Regions from separate parts of the Canis lupus genome. Here region 1 is linked to region 2. A link is a contact called in public Hi-C data. All regions are on one chromosome and are shown on one strand. Each heading gives the region's core, a stretch centred on a gene start, on an enhancer-like site or on the middle of the called end of the contact. The rest is flanking DNA. Distances are from core to core; before and after follow the strand shown.

The links. A called contact is a pair of places that touch in the nucleus more often than the background predicts.
Region 1: a contact with region 2 is called in a Hi-C map of skin fibroblasts, with 1.7 times the contacts expected there. The contact joins the enhancer-like site here to the promoter of HTRA1 in region 2. A contact is called at or near these places in 3 of 9 Hi-C or Micro-C datasets (amygdala, skin fibroblasts and tumor fibroblasts).

What each region holds. Positions count from the first base shown.
Region 1 is chr28:32,437,012-32,441,560 of UU_Cfam_GSD_1.0, forward strand. The region is part of intron 6 of HTRA1 (serine protease HTRA1); the gene reads left to right. Among named protein-coding and RNA genes, the nearest start is that of HTRA1, 41 kb to the left of the region's middle. Within about 2 kb of position 1,375, at least 2 of the 20 cell types and tissues checked have an H3K27ac peak or open chromatin away from gene starts, as enhancers often do.
Region 2 is chr28:32,395,545-32,400,181 of UU_Cfam_GSD_1.0, forward strand. HTRA1 (serine protease HTRA1) reads left to right here and starts at 3,046. Exons shown (of 12, transcript XM_038577982.1): 1 at 3,046-3,198; 2 at 3,648-3,776; 3 at 3,837-3,869; 4 at 3,871-4,276. The coding sequence starts at 3,046.

The DNA.
Region 1 (4,549 bases), core at 125-2,624, 40 kb after region 2:
ATATGTGAAGACCAGAGTTACGCTTGATGGAGACAATAATTGCCTCCTCTGGATGCCACGGAATATGTGCAGTCAGCGGCTGTTGGGCTCCCGTATAGAACTGTTGACATTTTGTGGTTTAAACAACAAGCGTAAGGGAATTTTTGAAATGCCAGTGTTTCTTGATACAGCTTGAAGGAGACTAAATATTAAATATTATGGTGGTGTTTGTCAACAGAGAGGACAGATTGTTGCATTTGCTCTTTCTCTTTCTGCTTGGGCACCACCATGCTCTGTTCCTCTTTCTCTCCCCTCCCCCCACCTCCCTCACTTCTCCTGTCTCCCCCACCTGAACCCTCCCCCATGCCATCCATGGAACAGTCTTAGATGCTGACCCCCGCATCCCCCCGCCAAAATGCCTCTGCTGCCTAGTTTTCTTTGCCTTGGGAAGCATGCAAGTTCTAGGGCTCTGCTTCTTGCTGGGTTGGGGGGGTTGTGCTATTTTCTCCATCACATATTTTTAAAAGAAAATGAAAGGTTAGCATAACTGTTTCCAGAAAGCACATTGAATCACTCAGTTGAGTCCCAGCCAGCTGCTGCAACATTAGCCTTTGAAGCAAGCTTCGGCCGACACACAGGACCGGCCTGGAAGCCCCAGCCCCTTGAAAACGAGCGTGCTGGGCTGCTGGCGGAGGCAGTGGCTCCTGCGGATTCCGCAACAAAACATATTTTTGTAACAGGAGTACTTTATACTTTCCAAGGAAGAAAAAGTAGTTCACTTGCCTCATTAGGCTAATTTTTTTTCCTTTAGCTTTATTGGTTTGTTTTATTGCCGTTCTCTGCAAGTTTCAGGGAAGGAGAGAGCCTTGGAATGGGCACTCAGGTCCTTTTAGGGCCAAACGCAGTGTGGCCAGAGACTGCACGATTGACAGGCCATTGCTGTTAGAGCCTCTTTAGATGACGACTGGCTGAGCCAGCATCTGGAGAATTCCAGGAGTCTCGTCTCCTCTTGTGGCTGGAGTTTGCAGGGCTCATCTGACCCCATTGGGAGGTTGTATGAAAAGAGATTTATTAAGGACTATGGTCCCTGTTTTAATCTCACCAGTTTGACCATTGTCTGCTAATAGGCTTTTGGGAAACCAGCCAGGTCTTTTGGAAAAGACCCTAGTTTGTCAGAGCTGGGATGACATTGGCATCACCAGCCTCAACAGCCTTATTTTAGAAGTGGTAAAATCGGGACTCAGAGAGGTCAATCAGGTGGCTCAAGGTCACAGGGTGACCTACCTGTCACCTGTGGTAATCTACCACACAATTAATACAGGACCAGGTCTGAGCCCAGCTGTCCTGCTGCCTGGGACATTGTGCTCCTGGGATCTGCAGAGGCCGAGCTGGCATGTGTGTGCGTGCCCGTGTGCATGTATGTGCATGTGTGCCTGCGTGTGTGCGTGTGCACATGTGTATGCATATGGTTTGTGTGTGTTTCTGAGTCTTCTGCACCACCCTTAGCTGCTGCTGAAGAAGAAGCCTGAAGGAAGCCATCATCCAGGGGCATTACTCAGCACACACCCAGATTTTCTTCCTGGGGGGCTCTGGGGGTTGTGATTCATCCTCAGTATGAGTCTAGGCCCCACGGAAAGTCCTAGAAACAGCTGGTGCTGCACAGGCCTGCCTTCATGCCCCGGCTTGGGCTTGTCTGAGGATAATTCAGGCTCCCAGCACTGGAGAAACAGCATGGCCCAGGCCCTCACCCTGAGGACTTGTGAATGCAGCCTCCTCTGACTCCCCAGTTGCCCTGCTGTATGTCATCTCTGTTGCCCTTACTGGCCCCTGTGGAAAGGTCCTGCAGTGTGAACCTGTGGGCACTCAGCAGGGTAGGCTGGAGAGAGGAACACCTGGATTGGAGGCCTGGGGAGGATTCCTGGTATTGCTACCACCTCACTGTGGGAATGTGGTCAGCAGAACAGGCAGGATGATCTGTCCTCATGGGTGGCTGGCTGTAAGGGCCAAGGGAATGACAAAGCATGAGGCACGTAGGGCACGCATCCAAGGGGTGGGCTTGGCCAGGCTCTGCTTGGATCATTTGTGTCTTGCACTGACCAACACAGACATTTCGTGAGCATTACTTTTTTTTTTTTTTTTTTAAGATTTATTTATTTGAGGAAGAGAGAGAGCAGGGGTGAGCGGCAGAGGGAGAAGGGAAGAGAGTCCTAAGCAGACACTGCACTGAGCACAGAACCCGATGCCGGGCTCGATCCCATGACCCTGAGATCATGACCTGAGCTGAAACCAAGAGTGGGACAGCCAACCGACTGCTACCCTGGTGCCCCTCGTGACCATTACTGTTTTTAGAAGCAGATCTCTCCTCTTGTTCCCATCCCTATCTCCCCAAAAAACTGTGTGAAGGAGCATATATGTACTAGAGCCCTTCCCAAGTATAGTTAGGTATTAGGATTGCTGCTCTAAAATGAATCATTTTCCTCTCAGCCTTGGTGGATTCTAATGGTCACCACTCCACAGCCTCCCTCCTTCCTGCTTGGACAGCCCTGGTCCGTCCACCCGTGACCCATCCCATTCCTAACACAGGCAAATCCTGAGGAGGCTAAGGCCATCCTGGGGGGCCGTGTTCCCCTTGTCAAAGAGTGGTTGAGGGTAACCTTGTGACTTATTGGCTGATGACCCAGGAGGAAGGATGTGCTAGGCCCCAAGTTCTTTTACTTCCATGGGCCTAGTCATATTTTTACATAATGGCTAGAATGGAGGTGGCTAAGTTGATCAGAAGGAAAAATGTCCATGAGTCTTTGGAGCAATTAGCCCTGGCGCCACCCTGCCCTTGAACACCTGGACTTTCACTCTTGTTTTGAGCGGGATTCTCTGTCGCTTGCAGCTGAAAACACCCTCATTGATATACCTAAATTATTTTTAGTGTCAATCTACATTTAGCCCTTATAGAACATTCTGGGCTGAGCTGACCACAGCAATGGAGATTCATATCTTGTCTCTTTTTACTGCCATGTGACTCCAGCCCATCAGACAGTAGGCCTGGGAGGCACGGATGGATTCATTGATCTTCTGTGTTCCCCGTGCCCAGCTCCAAGGAGACACTCTATGAATGCGTGTTGAGAAAGGTCTCTTTCGTGTTGGTGGTGTTTCACCTGGCTGGCTATTTGTTTGTTGTAATTAAATGAATGGGAGAGCCTTCTTTAATCATGCTATGCACCAACCTCTTCCAAGTTTTGGCATTAAATCTACCACACAATTAGTATCCTGCCTATGGCTCGTATTTAGCAATCTAACACAGGCCTGGGAAGTCTGGAGTCCACACCCAGGACTTCTGACACCCTCAGCTGGGCTGTTTCTCCATCGACCGGGATGGTAGTGAGCTAAAATCCCAGGGGTTAGGGGGGCTCGTGTTTTCTTAAAGTCACTCTCGGTGGGAGTGGCGGTGGCGGCGGCGGCGTGAGGATGTGAGTTAGCATTAGTGAGTCACCTTGCAGATAGCCTCCCCGCCTCTCAAGAGCGTGAACGTGACCTTGAGTATTGGCAACTAGATGGACGCACCATGGAATATCCCTCGTCCTCCAAGGACTCGGGCCAAACGCCAGCCCCCTGCTCCCTGGTTAGGGCCCGAGGGCTCCTTCTTGGTCTGCTGTGGAGCCTTGGAGTTTTGCTTTGGCCATTTATGAGCTCTCCCACCCCGCTGCTGTGGTGTGCACACCCCACTTACGTTTTCATCCCCCGTGGTGGTTAGAGAGTCTGACATGGGAATGGGAGCCACTCGCCGCCTTGCTTCCTGCCACATGGAGGAGAGAGGCCTGTGCTTTACTTCACGTCTGTGCTGCGTGCCAGGCTCCACTGAGATCTGAGGTGTGGGAAGTGGCTGTCAGGAGAGGGGCTGGCTTCTCCCACAGGGCCTGTGGCTGGGGCCACTTCAGAAGGAGGCTCGGGCAGAGTGTCTGCTCCAGGGGCCTGGGGGCGCCTTTGATGTGGGTGGCTTGGGAATCAGCCTTCTGACGGCACCGCGGAGTGAAGCCAGGAGTGAGCGGACCGGTGCTTCCCACGTGCAGGTCAAGGCCGAGGTGTGGCTTGGCGCTTCCAGCCGCATCTGCATTTCATCTCCCCCAGGCCCCCCGTGGCGCGTGTGTCTAGACAGCCATGGAGTAAAATGCTCTGTTACCGCCTAGGAGTTTGGCCAGCAGAGGTACAGCTGCGTTGAGCAGACAGGCTGAGGTGAGGACTGAAGCTCAGCGGAGCCCCACTTGAATCTGGAAGAGCCAGGGACCTGATACTCGTGGGGCCAGTAGCACCTGTGGGGAGCAGGGGCCAAATGGCCCCCAAAAAGGCGTGTTGGCTTCACGGAGAGCTGTAAGTCTGGCCTGAGCCACATTTCCACTCCATGTCACCCCCTTGCAAAGACTTCTGCTTCCAGTTAGACTCCAGGTTAACATGCACTCCAAGTGCAGGTCTGAGAGTTAGGAAGCCTGTTCTCTTCTTTAGCCAGGCTGCTCATTAGCTGGAGGAGCCACCCTGTCTGTGAGTGTCAGCTTCCACCTCTGTAAAATGGGGGGACACA
Region 2 (4,637 bases), core at 1,796-4,295:
AAATGAATTAAAATGAAATTCAAGTAAAAATTCCATTTCTTAGCTGCATCTGCCACATATCTAATGCTCAATAGTTAGGGACACGTAGTTAACGGTGACCGTCTTGGAGACGTAGAGACCGTTTCCATCATTGCAGAAAATTCTAGACTTTGGGCTCTGTTATTTAATGCCTCATCTCAGTGTCCGGCGGAGTGTCCAGCATATGGCCGATGCTCAAGAAGTTTCTCTTGAACTAAACCAAACTGAACCCATATGGTGACGTCTTCAGAGACACAGGAGCAGGGTGTGCCTTTTGTCAACGGAGGTCATGACTTGCCGATGGGAGTAATGGGAGTGTGCCCAGTTCTCTGAGGGAGGGGAATCAAAACTGGCTCAGGAGCCGCCTTTTACCTGGGCAGCCTGTCCCTGGCCACGGTTCTGTCACTGTGGAGGGGGTGGGAATGGATACTAAGGGGACCTGGGGCATGTCTGCCACCCTGTAAGCAGAGGACAATCTGGCCTGAAGGGCAGTTTGGGTGACATCATGGAGCACTCTGGATGTCAGGTGAAGAAGTCTGGACTTCCATTTACTGGGATTGTGAGCCCCTGAACATTCCCAAATAGGGCAACTATAAGATTGTAGCAAGAATCAGAATTATGACTCTAGCTCCTTAGGTTGTAAGTCCTGTGGATTAAGAAAGGCAATGTGAGGCCTCAGCCATTCTGGGTGGCTCAGACTTTCGGGAGTACAGAGGCCCCAAGTGGAAGATCTTTCTCTTTGGGGACAGCAAGACGTGGTTTCTCTGTGCAGGTTCAGAAACCTCATTTCCTAATGGAAGCTTTGTCAGCCACGGCGTTTTGTCATTTATTATTCATGAACAGGCTTGACTTTGTCCAGACTTAAAGCTCAAATGCAGCAAATTTGGGCTGCAGAGAAAACGGCAGGGAACTCACCCTTGTGGCTTCGGAACTATCCCCTTTGCTCTGGAAAAATCTTCTCTAGGAATCTGTGCCAAGACCCGGCGAGAAATGAGTTTTCACGTTGTATCCAAAAAATGCATCTTGTAAGAAACTGTCTTTAAAAATGGCATCGGAGGGGGAAGGAATAAAAGAAGGAGTAACTTTTTCAGACCTAAAGCGTTACTTCTAGAAATGGAAATGCTAGGATTAAGGCATGAGCGATCAATGATGGGCTCTCGATGCCAGGTTTCAATTGAATTATTCTGTGTCCTCTTATACATGGACACACGCAGGCACACATACACACAACACCCTCCCGAGTGGACTGTTCAGGATCTCCTTAGTCCTTCCGGGGGGGACTTTACTTTCTCTGAATCTAAGGTCTTGGCGGGGGGGGGGGGGGCAGCAGACTGTTAACATAAGAGCAGGAGGGTGAATGGCAGTCACACCTGGGAGATGATGTGATGTGATGGCGGTCTTTCTAAAACCTTGGGTGTCCTGAATTCTGCTCCTCGGGTATGGCTCAGTTTTCCATTCCTCCCTCTGCTGACTCCTTGATGCCACCACCGGCATGGGTTCCAGCGGCAGGGTGGTGCCATCTTCCTTCCCTGGTAGAAAGGCCACAGGGCCTCCGTGGCTTGAATGTCCTGATTGTTGCATTTGCGAACATCTCTTCCAGGTTGTGAACCAACGCAGGAGTAGTTTTGTGGCCACAAACACCCTTGGTTAGTCACTAGATGCACAGTCACCAGATGTTCCTGGGGAAGGTAACAACCCCGAGGTTCTTAAACAACTTATCAAAAGTCACAGAATGAAAGGCCAGGAGTGGGACTTTTGACTCCCAAACCCATCAGAGGGCCTGGCTCTGGCAGCTTCACAGTGTCCCACTGACTCACCCTGGAGAGGAAGAGGGGCATTTTGGGAGGAGGGAAGAGCACGAGCAAAGGCATAAAGGTTTTAGGCAGGAGAAGGTAGGTTCCAGAAAATGCAAGTTATTCAGCAGGGGGAGAGTCAAGTGTGTGTGGTGGGGAGATAGGGTGGAGAATGGAATGAGGGGGAGGGGACGGGACTCAGTGGAACCATCAGGGACTTGTCCTCTGTTAGGGAAGATGCCAGGAGCCGCACCCAGCATCGCAGTTTTACTTTTAATCTGTTTCACTCCAGCGGCTTGGCTGGAGGGTAGAGGATGGGGTCTGGCTTAACTTGTATGTAGTGTGACCCTGGGGGAGTCACTTCTTTCTAGGCCTCAGTTTTCTCATCTGTAAAACAAGAGTATTGGACAAAAAGAAGTTTTCGCCAATTTATTCATGATCGCAGGCCGCCTTAATTTATGGCTCGCTGGACTACAGAGGGTGGCCTATTGGCTGATCAACTTTGTTCATTATTTCCCTCACCCGTACGCACCCCCCTTTCGGGGTAATCACAGCTAGCCAGCCACTCAGCGCCCCATCAGCGGAGCTGCACCTTCTCCGGTGCCCAGGGTTGATTGGCTTCTGGGTCAAGGTCTCTCTTTCCACAAGGATGAGGTTCCGTCTTTAGGAAAATACTTCCCTAACATCTCTCTCAAGCTCCGCACTGCCCAACCTCCTGTTTCCCAACTCCTGGTCCCAGGCGCCCCTCTGGACCCTGGACGCCTGCTTGGCTCTCATTTGGGAGGTGCTTTGGGCAAGGGCGGTTATAAATATTTGGATCCTACTTCTCAAAACTATTTTTATTGGAAAAATATCGTGCGCGCAAGAGAACCACCCAAATAACAAAAAAAAAAAAAAAAAAAATGGTGCAAAAATCCCTAAGCGTCCTGCGCACCCTCTCACACCTACTCCACCCCGCGCACCCGCCCTGGGGCGTCTCTGCCTGGGCAGGGCGAGTGCGAACCCGCCTCCTCCCGGGTCCTCACGCCTAAGCTTCATCCCTCCGCTCCGCATTGGCCCAGAGGCCGCCGCCCCGGGGGCCTGGCGCCACCAGGGCCCCAGGATCCACCTCCGGAGTCGCCCCGGCCCCTCCAGGTGATGCCTCGACTTGCAGGTGTCCGAAAGGATGCACCGAGGGCTCTCAGGCGGAACATCAAAGAAGAGCTCTTTTATTTAATAACAACGTTTTCGGGTGATGATGCACGTGGTGCAAAACCGAGGCGGCGCCGAGCCCCCCTCTCACCCGGGCCTCCCCGGGCCTCCCCGGGCCCCGCCCCCGGCTGCGGGGCGAATCCGCGCGTGTACAAGCACGCGGCGCACCCGTAGCACCTTTCTAAGGGAATCGACCGTAAATGATTATATTCTAGTTACTTCTCTCTGCTTTCTCACGTAACCGTGGGTCGGGGCGCTGGCTTCCCGCCGTGGCCACGGTCGCGCGTGCCGGGCACGGGGGTCGGGGCAGGGAGGGGCGCGACCGCCTCCTCCCGAGCGCGTGGCCAGAGCCCCGGGGCCGCCCCGCCCCCCCCGCCCCCCCGCGGCCCCGGCGGCTCCCCGGCTCCCCGGCTCCCGCGGGGGGACTTCCTCGGGGCCGCGGCAGGTTCCCCTTGGCAGAGCGCTTTAAGCTTGAGGCTCGCGAGCGGCGCGCGGGGGACCCGCGAGCGGCGCGCAGGGGCGCGTACCCGGGAGGGCGGACCCCGCCCCGCCCGCCCCGCCCGCCCCGCCCTGCCCCCGCCGCGGGCGGTCCCCGCTCGGCCGCCCGCCCCGCCCGCCATCCGGCCCCCCCGCGCCCGTCCCCAGGGCGGTCGTCACCGCCGCGAGGCCAATGGGCTGGGCCGCGCGGCCGCGCGCACTCACAGCCGCCCCGCCGCCCTCCCGCGCTCCGCCCGGCGCCGCTCTCCGGTCCTCGCCAGCCCGCCCGCCGCCGCCGTCGGAGCCGCCATGCAGCCCCCGCGCGCCCCGGGCGTCCCGCCGCCGCTGCTGCTGCTGCCGCTGCTGCTCCTCGCGGCGCCCGCCCCCGCCCCCCGCGCAGCCGTCCCGGGCCGGGCGCTCGGCCGCCGCAGGGTGCCCGGAGCGCTGCGAGCCCGCGCGCTGCCTCCCGCCGCCGGGACCCTGCGAGGGCGGCCGCGTCCGCGACGCGTGCGGCTGCTGCGAGGTGTGCGGCGCGCCCGAGGGGGCGGCGTGCGGCCTGCAGGAGGGCCCGTGCGGCGAGGGGCTGCAGTGCGTGGTGCCCTTCGGGGTGCCCGCCTCGGCCACGGTGCGGCGGCGCGCGCAGGCCGGCGTCTGCGTGTGCGCCAGCGGCGAGCCGGTGTGCGGCAGCGACGCCAACACCTACGCCAACCTGTGCCAGCTGCGCGCCGCCAGCCGCCGCGCCGAGAGGCTGCACCAGCCGCCCGTCATCGTCCTGCAGCGCGGCGCCTGCGGCCAAGGTACCCGCGCGCCCCGCGCGCCCCGCCCCGGGCCCCCGACCCCCGACCCCCGACCCCCGCCCGCCCCGGCGAGCAGCGCTCGTTCCTCGCGGCCCCTCGGAGCCCAGCTCCGCGCCCCGCTGCGGGGCCAACTCCGCGCGCTCCGTCCCGCAGCGAGACCCTCCCCCCGCCCCGCCCCGTCCCCGTCCCCGTCCCCGTCCCCGTCCCCGTCCCCGTCCCGTCCCCACGGGCCCGGCCGGCTGCTGGGTGTCCCGCGGGGCAGCACAGCGCGCCAGGGAACCGGCCGAACCAGACAGGAGCGCGCGCCCGGAGTCGAGGGGCCTGGGGGTGGGGGGGCTTGTGCGGGAGGCGTTGGCACCGC